Regions from separate parts of the Mus musculus genome. Here regions 1 and 3 are each linked to region 2. The links are chromatin contacts, called in public promoter capture Hi-C maps. All regions are on one chromosome and are shown on one strand. Each heading gives the region's core, a stretch centred on a gene start, on an enhancer-like site or on the middle of the called end of the contact. The rest is flanking DNA. Distances are from core to core; before and after follow the strand shown. Region 1 overlaps Nfkb1 (nuclear factor of kappa light polypeptide gene enhancer in B cells 1, p105). Region 2 holds the start of Lamtor3 (late endosomal/lysosomal adaptor, MAPK and MTOR activator 3). Region 3 has its middle 39 kb from the start of Nfkb1.

Evidence for each region. Promoter capture Hi-C pulls out the DNA fragments that hold promoters and counts their contacts.
Region 1: a promoter capture Hi-C map of hippocampal neurons shows a contact between it and region 2, with 2.7 times the contacts expected there. The contact joins the enhancer-like site here to the promoter of Lamtor3 in region 2. A contact is called at or near these places in 8 of 39 promoter capture datasets (the 3T3-L1 cell line, the C10 cell line, cranial neural crest and 3 more) and 2 of 9 other capture datasets (adipose tissue and liver).
Region 3: a contact with region 2 is called in a promoter capture Hi-C map of liver, with 4 times the contacts expected there. The contact joins the enhancer-like site here to the promoter of Lamtor3 in region 2. A contact is called at or near these places in 5 of 39 promoter capture datasets (the C10 cell line, cranial neural crest, hippocampal neurons and 2 more), 1 of 115 datasets of contacts at active chromatin or transcription factors (astrocytes) and 2 of 9 other capture datasets (adipose tissue and liver).

The regions. Positions count from the first base shown.
Region 1 is chr3:135,627,719-135,632,087 of GRCm38.p6, forward strand. The region is part of intron 6 of Nfkb1 (nuclear factor of kappa light polypeptide gene enhancer in B cells 1, p105); the gene reads right to left. Among named protein-coding and RNA genes, the nearest start is that of Gm46827, 21 kb to the left of the region's middle. Within about 2 kb of position 2,438, at least 78 of the 459 cell types and tissues checked have an H3K27ac peak or open chromatin away from gene starts, as enhancers often do. A contact at or near this core is called in hippocampal neurons, where this site is marked.
Region 2 is chr3:137,915,716-137,920,096 of GRCm38.p6, forward strand. It overlaps Lamtor3 (late endosomal/lysosomal adaptor, MAPK and MTOR activator 3), which reads left to right and starts at 2,840. Exons shown (of 7, transcript NM_019920.2): 1 at 2,840-2,948; 2 at 3,158-3,203; 3 at 4,206-4,240. The coding sequence starts at 3,195. It also overlaps a transcript of Dnajb14 not described here.
Region 3 is chr3:135,728,536-135,732,571 of GRCm38.p6, forward strand. No RefSeq gene overlaps it. Among named protein-coding and RNA genes, the nearest start is that of Nfkb1, 39 kb to the left of the region's middle. Within about 2 kb of position 1,271, at least 38 of the 459 cell types and tissues checked have an H3K27ac peak or open chromatin away from gene starts, as enhancers often do. A contact at or near this core is called in adipose tissue, hippocampal neurons and liver, where this site is marked.

The DNA of each region.
Region 1 (4,369 bases), core at 1,188-3,687, 2.3 Mb before region 2:
TCCTGTAAAGACACACAGCCTTCCTCAGCCTGCTCACTTATAATATCATTACTATCAGCGGGGTCCAGACTCCACGGAGGCAGGGCTCTACAGAGTTTGCTCTCAATATGGATTTTCTCCAGTGTAACCTTTGATGGTCAGAGCCGGGAAGCTGATCACTGCTCGCGTAACTCCCCAGAGAGTATGGAGAAAAGATACCATTGCCCTGAACAACGGTCTCCCTTCTGGCCAGCGAGCCAGCTCTCTAGACTCCCCAAGGAGGCCTGCCTGCCTGAGCCCTGATACAACATTATAATGAGTTGCTTCTGAACCCACCCCGAAACTCATGAGACGTTTTGAGCCTAGAAATGTAATCCAGTGATGGTGTCTGGAAGTTGATCTTTAGGAGGTAAAATCGAATACACCATAAGAGCCAGCCCTCATCTACGGAGCTGTGAGCTATACAAAGAGGAAGAGATACTTCAGCCAAGATGGCCTCTCTTGTTATGTAATTTCCTGTCTTGTCCTGGGCTGCAAAGTTCCTGTCAGATATGGCTGACCAACAACCTGAACCCTCCCAGGCTTCAAACCCCAGCCCAAGCAAACTTTAATCCTGTGTAATTTGCTTGTCAACCAACACAACATAAAACAGACCAGGGCATACTTCTTCCAGAGCGGCGAGGCCATCAGCAGGACTGCCTTCCCATAGTTACAGAGTGACCTAATTCAGAGAAAGGTTTTGTACTAACTTTAACCTTGACTGTCCCAAAGCATGAGTTGCTTTCTTAGGCACAGAACTTAAAACTCTCTCTGACATTAAAATGAAGTGAATTTAGCAAGTCGTCTTTCTTCACAGGCCAAATACTTCCCCATTTAAGTGTAGGACAATGAATACCAAGTTCTGGTTTTGCTCCAAGGCTGATGATGCTCTTCCTACAAAGTCCCTGGATGGCTGATTCCAGCTCTAGATGGCTGATCACATCGGTCTGCTAATGATCGGCAGAGGCAGCGAGTCACGTGATCCCACTTTTAACTGACAGTGTGCACAGGAACACAGCACAGGAAGGCTCAAGGAAGCGCTTCACTTGGGTGAAATCAGGCAGGCTTTCCACTTAAGCAGAAAGGCCTCATGGGAGAAGGCCTGAGAGTTTGGAATCCGAGCCTTCTGAAGCTGCGCTGACAGGCTAGTTAGTCACTGGCGCTGATGGAAAGAGGTGGGAGGTGCATTCAAGAAGCACTTACTGTTTTTCTTACGACTAACTTCATGGTTGAAGGGCGGCAAGAATGAGGAACTGGGAGGACTCTGAGGTGAGGGACCTGAAAGATCTGCCAGTGACCAATGTGCTGTTTGATCCATCTGAAAGAGTGTAGTCGGGATGGTAGCATTTGGTTTTTACACAGACCACAGAATGAAAACAGGGAGGGCCCTGGGCTTTCTGTACTTTCCAAGATGCCATCTGAGAGAAAGAAAGCCTTACTTGTGGGGACAGCTGTGCGGCACAGGCAAACCTTGACAACGATTTCTTGGAACCATCATTTATCATGCCATAGTGGCCAAGAGGTATTCAACACCAATGTAGAAACTTATTCTGGGAAGGGAATGGAAGTATTACGTCTCTTGAAGATAAAGTTTATAGAGGGCAACTGTCTACTAGGAAGGTCTTTCTGAGAGTAGAATCTGAACAGAGACTCTTAATTGTAAGCACTCAAGCACAGGTAAGAAGCCAAAGGAGCCATCCTGCATAGTCAGCTGCTCGGAATGGGAAGAGTGTGGACTTCAGAGACAGGCTAGGCTGGCTGGGGGAGAGAGGCAGTTCCAGTCTGTGTGACCTTGCTTGGTCTCTTCACCTGTTCAGTAATGTTCAAGGGGCTGTTAATGAGGAATATATACATTCAAGTACACAAACACTTCACAACAGTACTCAGCAGAGGAGAGGACAACCCTCAGGGGCTATCTCAGACTGTCAGATGCTCCCTCACTTAGAGGATGTCTAATAGGTCCATTTGAAGCAAGTGGCTGGAAGATACTTGGCCCACATCAATTCCAAGGGGAAGGTTTTTCTTTTTTCCTACATTGCAGTGTTTTGTTAGTTTTCTACAAATACATTTATTTTCTTTCTTTTGCTATGTTTTATTTTTCTACAAAATACTATGTTATTCTAGTGTCAGCTGCCCTTCTTGGGGACAATCAGACTTCCTTGGCCTTCCCTGATGAAGGAAAACTCTTCTAGAATTCTGGGTCCATGGGTCAGAGCTCCTTTTAGAATAAGAACTACAAGTCATGGGCTCAGGTATAGCCCTCTTAGTCAGCCACGTACTTTTTTTTTTTTTTTTTTTTTTTAACCTCAGATAGCCCTGACCTACTGTGGAAAAGCATTTGCTGTTTCTTCAAAGGGGTAACAAGAGATGAGTGGCCTAGAACTTCCTCAGCATCACAGTTTCAAAAGCCAGGCTGCTCTCTGGGTGAATTCGGCTAACGTACTCTGACAGAAAGCAGAAGCAGCATAAATGTAAGACATCATACCTAAAATCATTCTTTTCTGCTGATTTTTCTTTCGAACATCCTCAGGGTTCTAACAGGGCCTGGCTCTGCTTGTGAACCCAACCTTGCTCTTTACCACAGCAGGTCATGGTTAGGTTAAGATCTCTCAAAGCCAGGCTCAAATCCCCCAGCTGTCGTGGAGTGACGTGTGTCAGCTTCTCCACCTTCAAAAATCAAATTAATGACGAAGTATCACCGGACTGTTTTAAGATTAAAGGAGTTAAGACAACACTTGGTTCCTGATGATATCAACAATCTCAGAAAATTGTTTCTTATCTAGCCCATTATTTCACTGAGTACTAAAGTTTACCAGTTTAGTTTGTTACGCCCCTTTCTAAGAGCCCCACACTGTAGAAGGTCAGAGAGTGGGGGCTACACCTCGTTCAGAACAAGCCCAATTTCTTTCTCTCACGGAATTAAACAGTGGGACTGACGCTAACTGGATAACTTCAACAATACAGGTAAAACCTAACTGGAGAACTCATCAAACAGAATGTCTAATAACAGTGTCTGGCACGGTTGGGAAGTGAGAGAAAGCTTCCGTGTGTTTAACTCATGCGGACTGAGATTTGAAGGCAGAGTTGAGCTGAGTAAGCAAGGAGCAAGTGGAGGATGAGGCAGCTTGGCAGGCGTTCTCTGCGGGCGGGTAGAGCGCATGCTCGAAAGGCATTCTCAGCAGGTCGAGCGCAGTCATGCTCGCAGGGTGCTCAGTGCTCTCGAGCCCTCATCCTGCTCATTAACAGCGCACAGGAGGAGTTCCTTCAAGCAGCTGCACCAATAGCCCGTGTCTCTTGTGTTTCCCACCTTCCTCACAATGTCAGCCCATCATGGCTCCACGACTGTGCCCTTTTCGAGAATGACTGGAGGACATAGGGTAGGAAAGTGATATGTGACTGGCTAGTAAGCGTTAAATAACGCCTTACTTCGCATGCTTGTTCATTTCCCAGAGCACGTGCTCATCTAAGTCTATGTGCATATTCTGTCTCTACAGCCGAGGAGGGAGAAATCCCCACAATAGCCATGTGGGGTCAGTAGTGGCACCCCATATCACCGGGGAAAGAACCAGCCCTTTGCAAGCTCAAGTAACATGCACCACCTGGTTCCAATGGTTTGGGGTAAGGTGGTGGTGCCCTGAACTCGGGGTCTGCCACTGCCTCCCCAAAGTCTATTCACATTTCCACGGCACCATGTCAACACTCGGCTCGGTTATTTTTCTCTCTCTAACTGGCTTTAATGCGCCATGGCTGTAATCACCGATCTGAGCACAGGTACAGCTACAGAGACTCCTGCTTGTTTGTTGGCACTGGTGAGGCATATTGTGAGAAAGGCCTCATGCTAGGTGTGAAAAGGAGGAGCAAGAGTCCCCTTGTCATCCTGAAAGTCTTTTCCATTTAAAGAAAAAAAAAAGGCTACTTGCTTACTCTTCTTGAGTCAAGTCAAATTATAAAGAAGGAGGGAGGGAGGGAGGGAGGGAGGGAGAGAGACGAAATAGTATATTGGTTTAATAATGTATGTCCTCTCAAGGATGACAGGGAGTCAGTTTACTGTTCTTTATTATTTATTTGTGCAACCAGGAAGCACAGATCAAGCCTGCTAAACGGGATTATAGCTAATGGCATAGGAAGGACTCATGACACTGGTCTCGTCTTGCTAAGACAGGGATGCTGAGTTGATCTAATCCAGGATCAAACCCCAGCCCTGCCATCTTACACGAACCAATGACCTCTGATCCTCGTGCTTCATGGCTAATTTGCTGGCAGCTCACTGGGACTCCTGCATGCTGTCTGGCACTACGGAGCCTTTTGTCCTTCCCTCTTATCTATGGAGAACATCTGGGCTTTCTGATGA
Region 2 (4,381 bases), core at 1,590-4,089:
TTACTTTAAAAATTGACCTTCAGTCAGTAGAATCTCATCAGGGTGAAATGTTTTCAGTTGCTCTCCATGGTTTAGTGCAGATTCTTACCACAAGGCCCTGTGTCATGTAAAACTGTATTTCTCTGAGCCTCATTCAGAAGTGGCTCTTGGAATGACCTGGTGTAGTAAGTTCTTAAAACTCGGGGTGACTGGTTATCGAGCTGTCCAGTAACCGCATAGAGGCGACGAACACCTGATACAAGTGCTGGCAAGTCTCGCTGGTTTCTCTGTATGGTTATGCAGTACTGTAACATAGGAAGGCACTTTTGAGTGACACTGTAGCGCTTTCATCAGTACCTTCCGAATGAATTGTTTGTGACATGGGTGTCTACAGTAAGACAGAAACAATTGGTGTCTGTAATTTATTTGCATTAAAAAGTGCTTCATATTTGCTTTACTTCTGGTCTTTGGATTGCTATGTGAGACTTTCCATTTAAAGTTTTAGGGTGTTTTTTGTTTGTTTGTTTGTTTGTTTGTTTTTAAGCTGCAGGTAATTTCCACGGTGTGATATGGGTTTTCAGGTCTGGTGAGGTGTTCATGGAAGCCTGTGTACTTAGAATGAAGTGCTGCTGGTGAAGGAGAGCTCCCTCGTGCATTCAAGACCTCAGAATTAGGTTTAAAAATGAAAGGTCTGATTTGTAAAAATGTAATGTTATATCAGACTTATATAAGGTTTCATATGAGAATTCTTAAAGCTGCTTTTGATTTCTAACGAATGTTCTAATGAATGATTTACAAATTTTTGTCTTTCAGTCTCTGTAATTTATCTCAACATATGAATAAAAAGAGGGGGTGTTCTCACCATAAAAGGCTTGTCTTCATTATATTTTATCCTTTTTTCTTTTTTTCCCTCTCCTTCTCTACCTCCTCCTCCTCCTCCTTTCTTCTTCCTTCTTCCTTCTTCTTCTTTTGAGACAGAGTCTCACTATATAGATCTCACTATCCTGGACTCACTATGTAGACCAGGCTAGCCTCCAGCTTACTGAGATCTGCCTGCCTCTGCCTCCCAAGTGCTGGAATTAAAGAAAGGCCTGCCCCACCATGCCCAGCATAGGATCCTCTTGATATGCTCATTCTTTTATTCATTCACTCATCCATTCATTCAATAAATGTATGAATCCCTGCTGTGTCACAGGTAATGAGCTAGGAGCTGGGAATTATTCATGGATTAAGACAATGCTCTAAGTGTAAATTTAATGAAGAAAACATTATTGTCCAGGAAATGAATGTTTTAATTTTGGTAAATGTAAGAAGATCACAAATTACCCATTTATCTATTAACGCCTATCTATCTTTAACATTTATCTATTAATATTTATTTATTAACATTTATCTATATATTAACATTTATCTCGAGTACCTCTACTATTCTGGAAAGGTCAAGGAAGATTTCACTGAGAAACTAAACTTAAACTAAAACCCAAAGGATGAACAAAAGGGGGGCTGAGACACTAAAGAACAACTTCATGCACAGTGGGCCAACCAATGCTATCACAAACACGCTGGCTCACACAGCTGAGCGGGCCTGCCGGAGATCAAGCCAGCCAACATTCTAGCATGCAGTGGGGATGGTTGGTGAGCCTACCTACACTGAAGTGCTATGGGCAATTGATGGCTTCTGAGAGAGGTGTCAGTGTTCTTTAAGGGTGATCTCTGGTAGGTTGGCCATGCTCCATTGGCTAGTCCCACAGGCCCCGGAGATGATCAGCCCAAACTGGACTTGATAGGTTATGGGGGCGGGGGGGGAGGACACAGTTTGAAGGGTACAGACATGGGGGTGAACCTAAGGGGAGTTAGAGCAGAAGAGTCAGGGGTAAATATGATCAAAATGCATTGTATGAAATTCTCAAAGAATAAAAGTATTAAAACTTTGTGGAAATGAAAAGAAACTTGAGTGGCGATTTAGTAAAAGAATTCCAAAGTAGGTGCTCCTAGAGAGCTTACCGTTTTCTTTAACGGTACACGACTGTTAACATCTGCAGCAAAAGCCATCAGCTTCCATTCCCCCTCCCCGCCCTCCCCCCACTCCCCCCAGCTCAGGCAGCCACTGGGGAGTATTTAGATCCCAGGTGATTTTCGTTTGTCCTCAGGGTTTCTACCAGAGTCTCCTAAGCGGATTACATGGCTGCCCTCTACCACAAAAGAGTTATCAACGCGTCAGTAATGAGAAACACCGGGCCAAAGCAAATGGAGAAGCCTCCCTTTTGCTAAGCTTTCTTGCCTTGCCCTTACAGTGGGCTTTCTTGAATGTACAAACACCAACAAAAAATATAGGCAGTTTTTATTTTATTTTAAGAAGATACAACAAATGCAGGCCCAAGAGCCAAAGCAGGCAGCCCAGTGCATGCGTGTTCAAAACGGACTTAGCAAACGAGCCCATAGGCCCATGGCTCCTGCACTTCTAGGTAAAAACCCAAGAGAACATGTGGTAGCAGCACCGTTAGGAAACTGGCTTGTAAATTAGGTTATCCAAGGACCTGGGACTTCTAATAAGTAGGCTGCTCAGTTTGTTCTCCTCAAACGTCTTCATTCATAAAGATTTACATAATGGGTCTGGGAAAGGTGTACACATACTCCGCACAGGATCATCTTCCGTTGTAGGTGAGTTGGATGGAAATTAAGGTGCAAGGACCGCAGATGCCAACCCAGCTGCTCGTGGCGCAGCGCGCAGGCGCAGGAAAAAAAAAAAAAGCCTCCAGGGGGCGGGGCGGCCGCGCGCGCAATTTCCGCCCGGGTCTCCCCGGAAGTTCCGAGTCCCGGTACTGGAGGGTGCAGCAAGTGCTTCCTGGATCCCGCGGAGGTCACGAGTAATGTGACAGCGACTTGACAGGCGGCTTCAGAGAGGCGACTGAACTGCGGGAACACCGGGGCAGGTCTTCCCAGGCTGGAGCGCGCGTGCGTCTGCAGAGGTCGCCGCTCCTCTCAGCTCGGGGACAGAGTGGGTGGGGAGAGGTGGGCTGGCCACCGGGCAGGGTCCCCGGGAACCTCCCCACTCCCTTGACGGAGATCCAGGGCTCTCGCTTGGCCCTGGAGAGGGTGGATCTCGTGATGCTGTCTGGGTCTGGAGAGGGTGACTAAGCCTCGGGTGCGGGGGAAGTCACGGAAGTTTTCCTTCCAGGAGTGGAGATCGATTCTGCGAGGAAAAGGGGTTCATCATGGCGGATGTAAGTTGACACCCCTTCCCAAGAAAAAGGGGAGGTGGGAGGTTTGCATACGGCTTCTGAGAGGAGAAAGGTAGAAATGTGTTTCAGCCTCGCCTCTCTTCCTGGATTTGTAGTAAGGACTTGCAGGGGCCTGAGCTTCTGTCAGGACCGGTTGTGATGGGCCACTAAGGTGCTTTAGCCTCAGAGAACTATATATTCTTCCACCTCCTAATCCTATTGGAGCATACAAGAACTCTGTGTGGGTGGCACTGGAAATTCTGAAGGATGACTGGCCGCCCTTCCAGTCAGTACCTGTTCATAGGACAGTGCTCTGAATCCTCTCCCAGTAAATAATGCTCTTGGTGTCTCAGTAGGCAGTGTTGGGAGTCTAAAAGGATGGCTAACGCGTGCCCCCTTAACAAGCTATGTTCCGTTTCTATGTGTCTGTTTAAGACGAGAGCAAAAGTAAGTTTGTGGTGGTAACGTGGGAAAGGACACTCATTCAGTTTGGGAGATAGAGGTTCAAAACAGCACACATTTAGAGTGGAGGTCATAATTGTCAGTATCTTTGCCAAGAAGCTGAATGTTAGAATAGTTTATCGGAATTAGGATCATTTAAAAAAAAAAATTCATGGGCAATCTGGATGCCCGGACATGGGAAGAGATTTATAGAGGATTCTCAAGTGAATACGGTAGCATCCGGATGTAAAATATTAGGAAGCACGTGACCTCATTTTACAGCAAATCTGTATTTGTGTGTCCCAATTCCAAGTACACTGACATAGCCCTTACTAACCTTTGACAGCGTTCTTAGGTTGTAGGGTCTGTGATTATCCCTGTAGACATGTAACGAAGCATATAATGAAACTGAGGCCTAGAAAAAGGTTAACTAACTTCTCCCAAGTTATACACGTCAGAGATGAAATGCCAGTGACAAGTGGTGAGTTCATGTCCTTTAGGGATAGGGACAGGGCTAGAACAGCACAAGGTAATAATGGTCTTTTAAAAATTATTCTCTTTCAGGATCTAAAGCGATTCCTGTACAAAAAGTTGCCAAGGTAAGAAATTATTGATTTGTTGCTGAATAAATTCTGTGCAACGTGTTAATCTTACAAAGTATTTTGTTTCTCCTTTTAAAATTAGTATTTTTATAAATTTCATGGTAATTATTTACCACATTTAAATATAAAACTAACCCC
Region 3 (4,036 bases), core at 21-2,520, 2.2 Mb before region 2:
GAGTAAAGTCAGGAGAGTCACCCTTTTTGCCTAAGCCAAGTTTGCCCCACTTTTCCAGCCTTCCTTGCACGTGGCTTGTTGAATGAGCATTTAAAGCAAATGTATGAGATCGCAAAATTATACAGCCTGCCAAGCTTCCTGGGATAATTACCGTTGTCAAGAAGCTTGTAGAAGTAGACATTCTTCCTTAGAACCAAAGATTCAAAAAAAAAAAAAAAAACCAGAAGCGCAATGAAGCCACGGGGGCCACGGGAGCCACGGGAGCCACGGGAAGTTTGAAACCAACTCCACACTGCTGTGTTTCTTTTCAGGGTTCAACATCCAGACATTTTCACAGAAACACTAGTTAAATAGTGAATCTCAATCCCTAAATAGACCCCTGCACACTAAAGTCAAGAAAGCAATTTCCACTTTCTCCATAGGGAGCATGCCAAACTCTGAATAAAACAATGAAGAAGAGTTTGCCCTCTTTGCCTCCGCTGGGACTCAGAAGTCAGAAGCAAACCGTGTGCCAGGAGGAGCACGTTGGGATCTTCTTACCAGACAGGACCGGCATATCAGCCCTGCTTGGCAAAGCCCCACTCTCCCTGGGTGTGTGAGCGGTTGTGCTTGCTTGGGCAGCCCAGCTCCAGGACACAGCAAAGAGGCCACAGGTCTCAGGAGCCGCCAGAATGGAGCCTGTAATCTATGGCCTTGGCTTTCTGTATTCTTAAATGTTTGCTCTGTGTTTTCCTCTCTGTAAAGCTTTGCAAATATAAACTTTCATTGTGACTCAGTTTTCTTTACAATCACATGTGTGAACTAAGGAGATTATTATGTTCTTTCATACCTCACCTTGGGCCAATGTAACACTATTCGTTAATACTGAGGCTAAGGTACTTTATATTCATAATCTCTCGTAAAAATACATCATCTCTGTAATTTGGAAAAATTCATTACAGGATTGGGAGGGTGTCTGATGATAATGTTGAAAGACACCGTGAAACGCTTTTCAATTACCTAAGAATTCTTTCTTCCTCCCTCCCTCTTTACTGTCTCCCCATCTCTCCTCTCTCTGATTTCTTCCCCTCTCTTTCTCAGTCTCTTCCATCCTTCCTTTCTTTTTCCTTCTTTTTTATCCCCCCTTTTCCTATTAAAATGATCTCAGCCTGGAATAAACATTGTTGCGAAACTGGCCAGGAGTTTTGCCAAGCTGAACACAGAACACGTCAGCTGTTTTCTGGAAAATAACTGCCTCATGTGACAGTGTCTATTATTTTAATTAGCACCGAGGCACGCCTCCAAGGCATTTCAACAGGTCAGGGTTTCTTACAGTGGCAATGGCTTTTTATTTCCTGATATGCCAATGAAGCAGATAGCTGACATCTGATTTTTTTGTCTCGGTGAGTAAAATGGTTGTTGTGATGATGCAGCCTGGACTTGAAGAAGTTGCAAACATTCCTTGTTACCCAGAGGCTATGGCACAAGCAGCCAGAGAGCGCTCCGAGCACTCACAGGAAGTGATAGCCAGGCCCTTCATTTTGGCTATCTGGGATGTTCTTTGCCATAAAGTGTTTATGACATATGCTCCTTGGGGTATCTATATTTCCAGGATATGTACATGTCTACCTATGTGTGCTAAACTCAAGAAGGGTTAATTCCAAGATCTGAAAGTCACTCTGTGAAACTATATCGTGAACACACATTCAGCAATCCACAAATGTGTAAGCCATGGTTTTAAATAGTGGTCGGTTGGGGAACAGACGCCCATTTCCTCCCACCCACTGCTCCCTAACATTGCTGTGGGGTGAGCTGGAGATGCTGATACGAGTGTTCATTTGAGAAGGAAACGGTTTATGATTGCCATGCTGCATCTCACAGAAAACAGTGTATAATTGGATTCCCGAATATAGCGAGCGAACACATGCATCATGTTTTCTATGTGGCTAAAATGACTTGCCATTTTTATTGTAGAGACTTTGCAGGGGCTGGAAGTGTGGAAAGAATTGTTTCTTAGGGTGTGGCAGTCACTGAGGTCAGTCACTCTGGGAATCTGGGTCTTAGAATGACCCTGATGAGAAGAAATTTATCCTCCCTCCCTCCCTCCCTCCCTCCCTCCCTCCCTTCCTTCCTTCCTTTCCCCCTTCTCCCCCCCTGTCTAAATGAATTACAATACCAACCAACACTTGGACATTCCAAGGAGCTATCAGTTGGGCACTAGAGCCACATTCAAGCCATATTCTGGAAACTATCCATCACCATCTGTGAGCTGGAAGGACTAACAGTATTTGCTTACATTAGTTATTTATAATGCTGCTCTCTCCTTTCTTTCATTTTTCTCATCCCTCCATCGCTTTATGCGGACAAATGGTGCAGCTTTGGTCGGTGGTCAGAATGCACGGTCAGTCTCCTTTGCTTTCCCTTAGAAAGTGTGGCTTTACTCATTCAGTGTTCAGTGGGGACACGCCCAGCTGTCAATCACCATTACTACTGCTATCACTCTTCAGCGCTTTACCTCGTTCTGTAATGGAATCTAAGGAAGGCTTCACTCACACAGTGACAGTGACAGTGACAGTTGCATTCCCACCCTTGTGGGGACACAGACGGTTCAGGTGACGGACCTGAGTCACCTCCTAAATGACACATTGTGGATTTGTATTTCAAGGTAGATTTTTATTCATCAACAGAATAAAGTAGTAAAATAAAATATAAAATAAAAATAAAAATAAAATAAATAAAAAATAAAAAAATATGATAAAAAGGAAACGGGATAAGTTAGTGAATGTTCACGACTTTAGGGTAAGGTTGTGGTTTGTTGCGATTTCTATGTTTTTATTTTTGTTTTTGTTTTTCGAGACAGGATTTCTCTGTGTAGCCCTGGTGGATGCCCTTGAATGTGAGCTTGCTTTGTAAAGGCTTTCAGAGCTCATCTAAGAAGAACTCTAGCGCCACCTCATGCCCAATTTCGAGAATTACCTGGTTAACTGTATTGAGAGATAGTTTTAAGATTGATCCAGCCATTAGGTGGCGCCGTGGACATGTACATTAAAGCCACAGCTCAGAACATCTTGTTAGATGTGGTGAAAACATTATTTCTTTCTTTCCAGGTTAAGATTTTTTTTTCTTAGTCTATGACTCATGGGAGTCTTAAATACCTTGTATTTATCTCCTGAGGTTTGAAGATTTAAGGTTTTAAATAGTTTAGAGCAGAATCTTCTTTCGCCCCACCCACATTTTTCTCAAACGATCTCAACATGAAGAAAAAATTTAAAGCATGTGTACAGATACGCAATACAAAGACTCAACACCTCGCCCGCACAAAGAAAGGAAAACAACTAGACCAGCCAGATTGACTAGTTTATAACAGGGCTTCACCATGCTTAGAAAGTGCGGTGGTAACTTCTATTTCTGTGCACCTGATCTGGTTAAAAACCTTATCACATAGGAAGGACGTTGGGCTGAGGTGAGGACTCAAGGCGGAGGGACTGACGATGGATCCAAGGGGGGGGGGGGAACCCAACAACGCTAAAATAGAAAGATTAAAAAAGGGAATCACTTACGGAAGAATGCTTGATTTATTCTATGGATGCTTTAAGTCTCGTTTGATTTTAGTCCCATCAAAGTTGGTGCCAGTCACAGTGGCAAGTGAAGTGTCCTCCATCTACTCTAACAAGCAGAAACAGATGTAATCAACTTACGTTCTCTCCCACCCAAAGAAGAATAAAATAAATCAATGTTCAAAAACACAGCGACCAAGCCTGACCTGAGTGAGGTCGATACCCAGCACACACACACACACACACACACACACACACACACACAAACACACACACACACACACACGGTGGAAGGAAGCCACTCCAGCGCATCACTCTCCAATCTCTACCTGCCTGCTGTGTCAGGCATGTACACACTTATCCAACCATCCACACAACATATATTAATGATGGATAAACACAACAGTAATTCAAACAATTGTACCCCTATGCATATCTAAACATCAAATGTAACTTGGAAATTATTATCAATATGATATGTATTATCTATCTATTAACCC